2 separate regions of the Sus scrofa genome follow, and region 2 is linked to region 1. A link is a contact called in public HiChIP or PLAC-seq data. All regions are on one chromosome and are shown on one strand. The core of a region is the stretch at or near the end of the contact, and the rest is flanking DNA. Distances in the headings are between cores, read along the strand shown. Region 1 has its middle 21 kb from the start of LPP. Region 2 overlaps TPRG1 (tumor protein p63-regulated gene 1 protein).

Region 1 (2,700 bases), core at 70-2,569:
TGTATGTATGTGTCATGTCTTCTGGAATTCATATCAATGACTTTGAGTTGACATTCAAATATGTGGCAGATAAGAAATATCAAAAGGAGTTTCTGTTGTGACTCAGCAGGTTACGAATCCAACCAGTATCCATGAGGATGTGGGTTCCATCCCTGGCCTGGCTCAGTGGGTTAAGGATCCAGCCTTGCCATAAGCTGTGGTGTATGTCACTGACATGGCTTGGATCCTGCATTGCTATTGCTGCAGCTATGTGGCTATGGTGTAGGTCAGTAGCTGCAACTCCAACTCCAATTCAACACCTAGTCTAGGAGCTTCCATATTGTAGGTGAAGCCCAAAAAAGCAAAAAAAAAAAAAAAAAAAAAAAAAAAAGGTGTCAAGAGAGGTCTCCTTCTAACACTTTGCTGTGGCCAACACAGGCCAGAGACCAATCATCAGCACTGCTGCATCCCCAGAGATAGAGACATTCTATTTTCTTCATTCAACCATAGGTGATCCCTCAGTACATCTGTAATATATCTCAACTGCTCAAGTTCAAGTCAAAGTTTTCTTTCTCTAGAAAGTCTTTCTAGATTTCTCCCTCTCCAGCTAAAAATATCTTCCTTTTTTTGAATACCTACAGTGCTTTTGCTATACCTCTTCTATCACATTTTTATTATATTAAAAGCAATTTTATTACATTTTCCTTCCTGTTCATACCTTATATTCTCTACTACTCTGTGAATACCTACTCTAGATCCATTGAACCAGAGTCTGAGGGGTAATTATGATTCGTTTCTGCTGAGACACAACAGGAACTCCCCATTTTTATGTTTTTATAAATTTGACCACTTCTCTCTGAGGCAAATTTCATTTATGGACAGATAATTGTTGCTAGCAAGGAGCAAGCACAGGACATTTCTAAAGACTTCATTGGCTCTACCATGCATGGGTTAAGAGACCTCCAGCAGAGGAAATTTCATGGGTCATTTCCCAGTAACATGTGACAAACTGCAATCCTAAGAGAAGCCTCAGGTTAATGAGGCAAGCAGATGCACAGGCCAGACCTCAAGACACTGTGGGCAGGAGATTAGGCTTTACAGTAGCACCGATGACTGAAGAATTCTGATTTATTTTCACTCTCTCTACAACTTGTATGTATTTTGGATCCCAAACTGCATTTATCATATGTTAGACCTTGTTGAAATATCAAGGAGTAAGAAAATCAATTGTAGTATCTCTAAGCAAAAACTGACATTGGTTAGAGGTGTACTGTGTTTGCAAAGAGAGCTACAATAGTCTCTTTACAATGTTACTTTGCTCTTCCTCCCACAAAGAAGAGGAATTTACTTAGTCACCCTTTGAATCTAGCTGGCCTCATGACTTTGACTGATACAAGAATACAGCAGCCATATATTTTGCAACTTCTTTTTTTTTTTTTTTTTTTTTTTGTCTTTTTGCCTTTTCTAAGACCGCTCCCTCGGCATATGGAGGTTCCCAGGCTAGAGGTCTAATTGGAGCTGTAGCCACCGGCCTATGCCATAGCCATAGCAATGCGGGATCCGAGCTGCGTCTGCAGTCTACACCATAGCTCACAGCAATGCTGGATTGTTAACCCACTGAGCATGGCCGGGGATCGAACCCATGACCTCATGGTTCCTAGTCAGATTTGTTAACCACTGAGCCACAACAGGAACTCCAATGTTTTGCAACTTCTGAGTCTAGGCCTTGGGAAACCTCACAGCTTCTGCTTTTGCCCTCTCTCTCTTTGTATAAAACTCAACTCTATGTGAAAAAGCCTGAGCTAACCTGCTAAACAATGCAGGCACACAGCCTTGCTATAAGCCAGCAGCAATCAGCTCCAAGCAGACTTGCCAATTGACTGGAATTGCATGAGTGTATCCAGGCAAGGTCATCAGAATGACCACACAGCTAAACCCAGCCCGAATCACTGACCACGAGAATTGTGAGCTAATGACTGTTTGAGGTCACTAAGGTTTTGAACGGGCTTATTACATAGCATAGACTAAAGGATACGTATAATGCATAACACTGAAAGAAATAGTAGCCCTTATTTTAGTGAAGATATCTGGACTGTTGACAAGCTCTCTGGGCCTTTCAAAATGGGTCTGAAGAGTTCCCATTGTGGCTCAGCAGATTATGAACCTGACTAGCATCCATGAGGATGCAGGTTCCATCCTTGACCTCACTCAGTGGGTTAAGGATCATGCATTGCCACAAGCTGCAGTGTAGGTCACAGAGGTGGCTGGGATCTGGCGTCGCTGTGGCTGTGGCGTAACCCTAGCCTGGGAACTTCCATATGCCACAGGTGTGGCTCTAAAAAGTAAAAAATTAAAAATGGAAATAAAATAAAATAAAATAAAATGGGTCTGAAATGAAAGTGTCCATTTTAGACTGTGGGCACAAGCTCACCACAGAGAAAAATAATGTAACGGATGGTTCTGAGGAACAGATTTTTAACTGCAGAGGCGCTGGCTTTTTGTGAGGATGAAGTAACTACATACTCAGGATTTACAAAGACTTGGCTTTTCAAAATAATTCATAATGATTTTTACATTTTGAGTCCAGTTCATAGTTTACCAACTACTTTCAGCATCTTTTGTGGTTTGTAATAAAAAGATTCTTTAGTGCTGACTAGAGTCATAAATTCAGGGGTTTTCAAACTTGGTATCACAGACTTAGAAATGACCTGGGGGCCGTCA
Region 2 (2,700 bases), core at 65-2,564, 850 kb before region 1:
TGCTGCAAATGGCATGATGTCATTCTTTTTTATGGCTGAGTAGTATTCCATTGTGTATATATACCACATCTTCCAAATCCAATCATCTGTCGATGGACATTTGGGTTGTTTCCACGTCCTGGCTGTTGTGAATAGTGCTGCAATGAACATGCGGGTGCATGTGTCTCTTTTAAGTAGAGCTTTGTCCGGATAGATGCCCAAGAGTGGGATTGCAGGGTCATATGGAAGTTCTATGTATAGATTTCTAAGGGATCTCCAAACTGTTCTCCATAGTGGCTGTACCAGTTTACATTCCCACCAGCAGTGCAGGAGGGTTCCCTTTTCTCCACAGCCCCTCCAGCACTTGTTATTTGTGGATTTATTAATGATGGCCATTCTGACTGGTGTGAGGTGGTATCTCATGGTAGTTTTGATTTGCATTTCTCTTATAACCAGCGATGTTGAGCATTTTTTCATGTGTTTTTTGGCCATCTGTATATCTTCTTTGGAGAAATGTCTATTCAGGTCTTTTGCCCATTTTTCCATTGATTGACTGGTTTTTTTGCTGTTGGGTTGTATAAGTTGCTTATATATTCTAGAGATTAAGCCCTTGTATATTTGCATTGAGCATTCTAAGGCAATAAAAAGACTTGACACAACAAGGACAAGAAGGCTCGGTGTGTAAATGTGAGGGCTCTGTGCAGAGGCACATGCAGAATCTGCTGGATTCTTCCTCATTTGAAAGCCTAGTAGAGTAAGCTCAGGAGGTCCAAAAAGAAAAAAAAAATTATACTCTGCTCTGCCACCAGAGGGCCCCACCACCAGGTAACAGGGCAGAAAATTGCCAGCTTCTGAGTAAAGGACTCAGGCTAGGAAGTTCTACCTCCTAGCTTAAAAGTGGTAATTGAGACCATGAGCACCTCACCCATGCCCTGTGTGTGATTTTGGTTTGCTCCTTAATAATTGCAGAAGTATCTCCCACATGTTGTATACTCAATGACTTAACTTGATTCTCACAGTTTTCCTGTGAATGCGGTAGTATTGCTATTCTCCTTTTCCAGATAAGAAAACTGAAACTGAGAGTAAGCATTTTACCCAAATCACACAGCTAGAGACAGAGTCTGGATTTGAACCCGAGACTCTGATTTCAAAGTTCAAATTCTTAGCCACAATACTGTTTTCCCTGTAATCTGGATAACTGAAGAAGTAGTTCATCATCTTGGACCTGGCAGTGAGTTCAGAAAATTTAATGATCAGGCTAAGCAAGACTCTAGGCTGTGAAATGATCCAGTTTCTAGGGGAAGGCGAGCTCCACCCTAAGGAAGTGAGAGCAAGCAAATAAAGGAGAGGAAGGGAGGAGCCTAGAGCTACCCTAAAATAGCTGTGGCTGGTCTGCCCTTTAGTGCCCCCTCCCTCGGGACTGACAATGCCCAGGACTGACAGGAGGAGGAGTCCCTTGGGAAAGATGTCAGTCTAAGGAATAGCTGTCAGAGCCCAGGCAGGGATGCCTGAAACTGCATCTGAGCTGCAGAGGAGGAATAATAGTGAAGAGCACCCCACGTCTTCCATTTAAATTTTTCACCCAGCTCAGTCCCTACTGAGTTGTGCCCAGATCCTGGGGAAAGAAGACCTGCAAGTAAACCCTTAATGGGGTGTTTTCACCTATGGTCACCATAAGGCTTTGGGAGCAAGGGGTTACAGAACCATGGGAACAGTGTAAGGGACAATGACTCAAAGGAAGGGAAGGGATTCTTGCCGTCTCACAGACATCAGCAGAAAGAACACCAGCATCAGAGGTGATACCAGTTTTAGAAGGAAGACACGGAAGTCCTCCTCATGGGGGACACAATGGCATTTTGATTCCACTGGTAGATGCCAAGAGCCTCAGCATAATGCAAAGCAGTTGGCCTGAGGTGGGATTTAGAGGGCGAGAAAGGAGCCCAAGGGAACCCTTGGCATGACTCTCTTGGCACCAACCACAGGGCATGCCAGCAGCAGGGACAGTGATTAAACCACCAGGGAAACAAGCTCTTTGGCAACCAAGACTGAGCAGGTTTATTTTTGCATTCATGGGTCTATCTCTGGGGACACATTTCTCATGAGAAATGAGATCCCACTTCATGGAGGGAGGTGAGAGCCAAGAGTTATCACCTGGTTGCCGAGAAACTCTCTTAAGGATGGAGGGATGTCTTTTAAAGTATGATCCATGGTCTGGTTCCAGTAGGTTCTTGAGATTAACTTATCAGGGAATGAATGTTTGTGGAGAGAATTCCATAGCAGACTAGAGCTATGATAGCTAACTTTTTGAAAGCCACTTTCAGCTTTAATGTTCAGTGGTTCTTTGAAAAATGAAACTATCTGGAGCAAGAGGGAAATGTCTGAGACTGATCTCCATTCTGAGGTGCCATCTGGATTGAGACAAACTTCACTCATTTTCCTGGTTTTCCCAAAAGGACAGGAAAAGAGGTGAAAATTCTCTCTTAGTAGCTTTCTGTTCAATACTAGTGTTCTGCAAAAAATTGAAAAAACTTTGTGGTGTAGTCTGGTTGTGGCACAGAGGAAACAAATCCGAGTAGTATCCATAAGGATGCAGGTTTAATCTCAGAGGTCGGGGATCCAGCGTTGCCATGAGCTGTGTTGCAGGCTGACAGCTATAGCTCCGATTCCACACTCTAGCCTGGGAATATCTATATGCCCCAAGTGCAGCCCTAAAAAGCAAAA

Evidence for each region. HiChIP or PLAC-seq counts read pairs in DNA pulled down with a chosen protein or histone mark.
Region 2: a contact with region 1 is called in an H3K27ac HiChIP or PLAC-seq map of alveolar macrophages. The contact joins two enhancer-like sites. A contact is called at or near these places in 1 of 47 Hi-C or Micro-C datasets (embryonic fibroblasts) and 1 of 2 datasets of contacts at active chromatin or transcription factors (alveolar macrophages).

The regions. Positions count from the first base shown.
Region 1 is chr13:125,760,325-125,763,024 of Sscrofa11.1, reverse strand. No RefSeq gene overlaps it. Among named protein-coding and RNA genes, the nearest start is that of LPP, 21 kb to the left of the region's middle. Within about 2 kb of position 1,319, at least 9 of the 83 cell types and tissues checked have an H3K27ac peak or open chromatin away from gene starts, as enhancers often do. A contact at or near this core is called in alveolar macrophages, where this site is marked.
Region 2 is chr13:126,605,550-126,608,249 of Sscrofa11.1, reverse strand. All of the region lies in intron 2 of TPRG1 (tumor protein p63-regulated gene 1 protein), which reads right to left. Among named protein-coding and RNA genes, the nearest start is that of TPRG1, 77 kb to the right of the region's middle. Within about 2 kb of position 1,314, at least 1 of the 83 cell types and tissues checked has an H3K27ac peak or open chromatin away from gene starts, as enhancers often do. A contact at or near this core is called in alveolar macrophages, where this site is marked.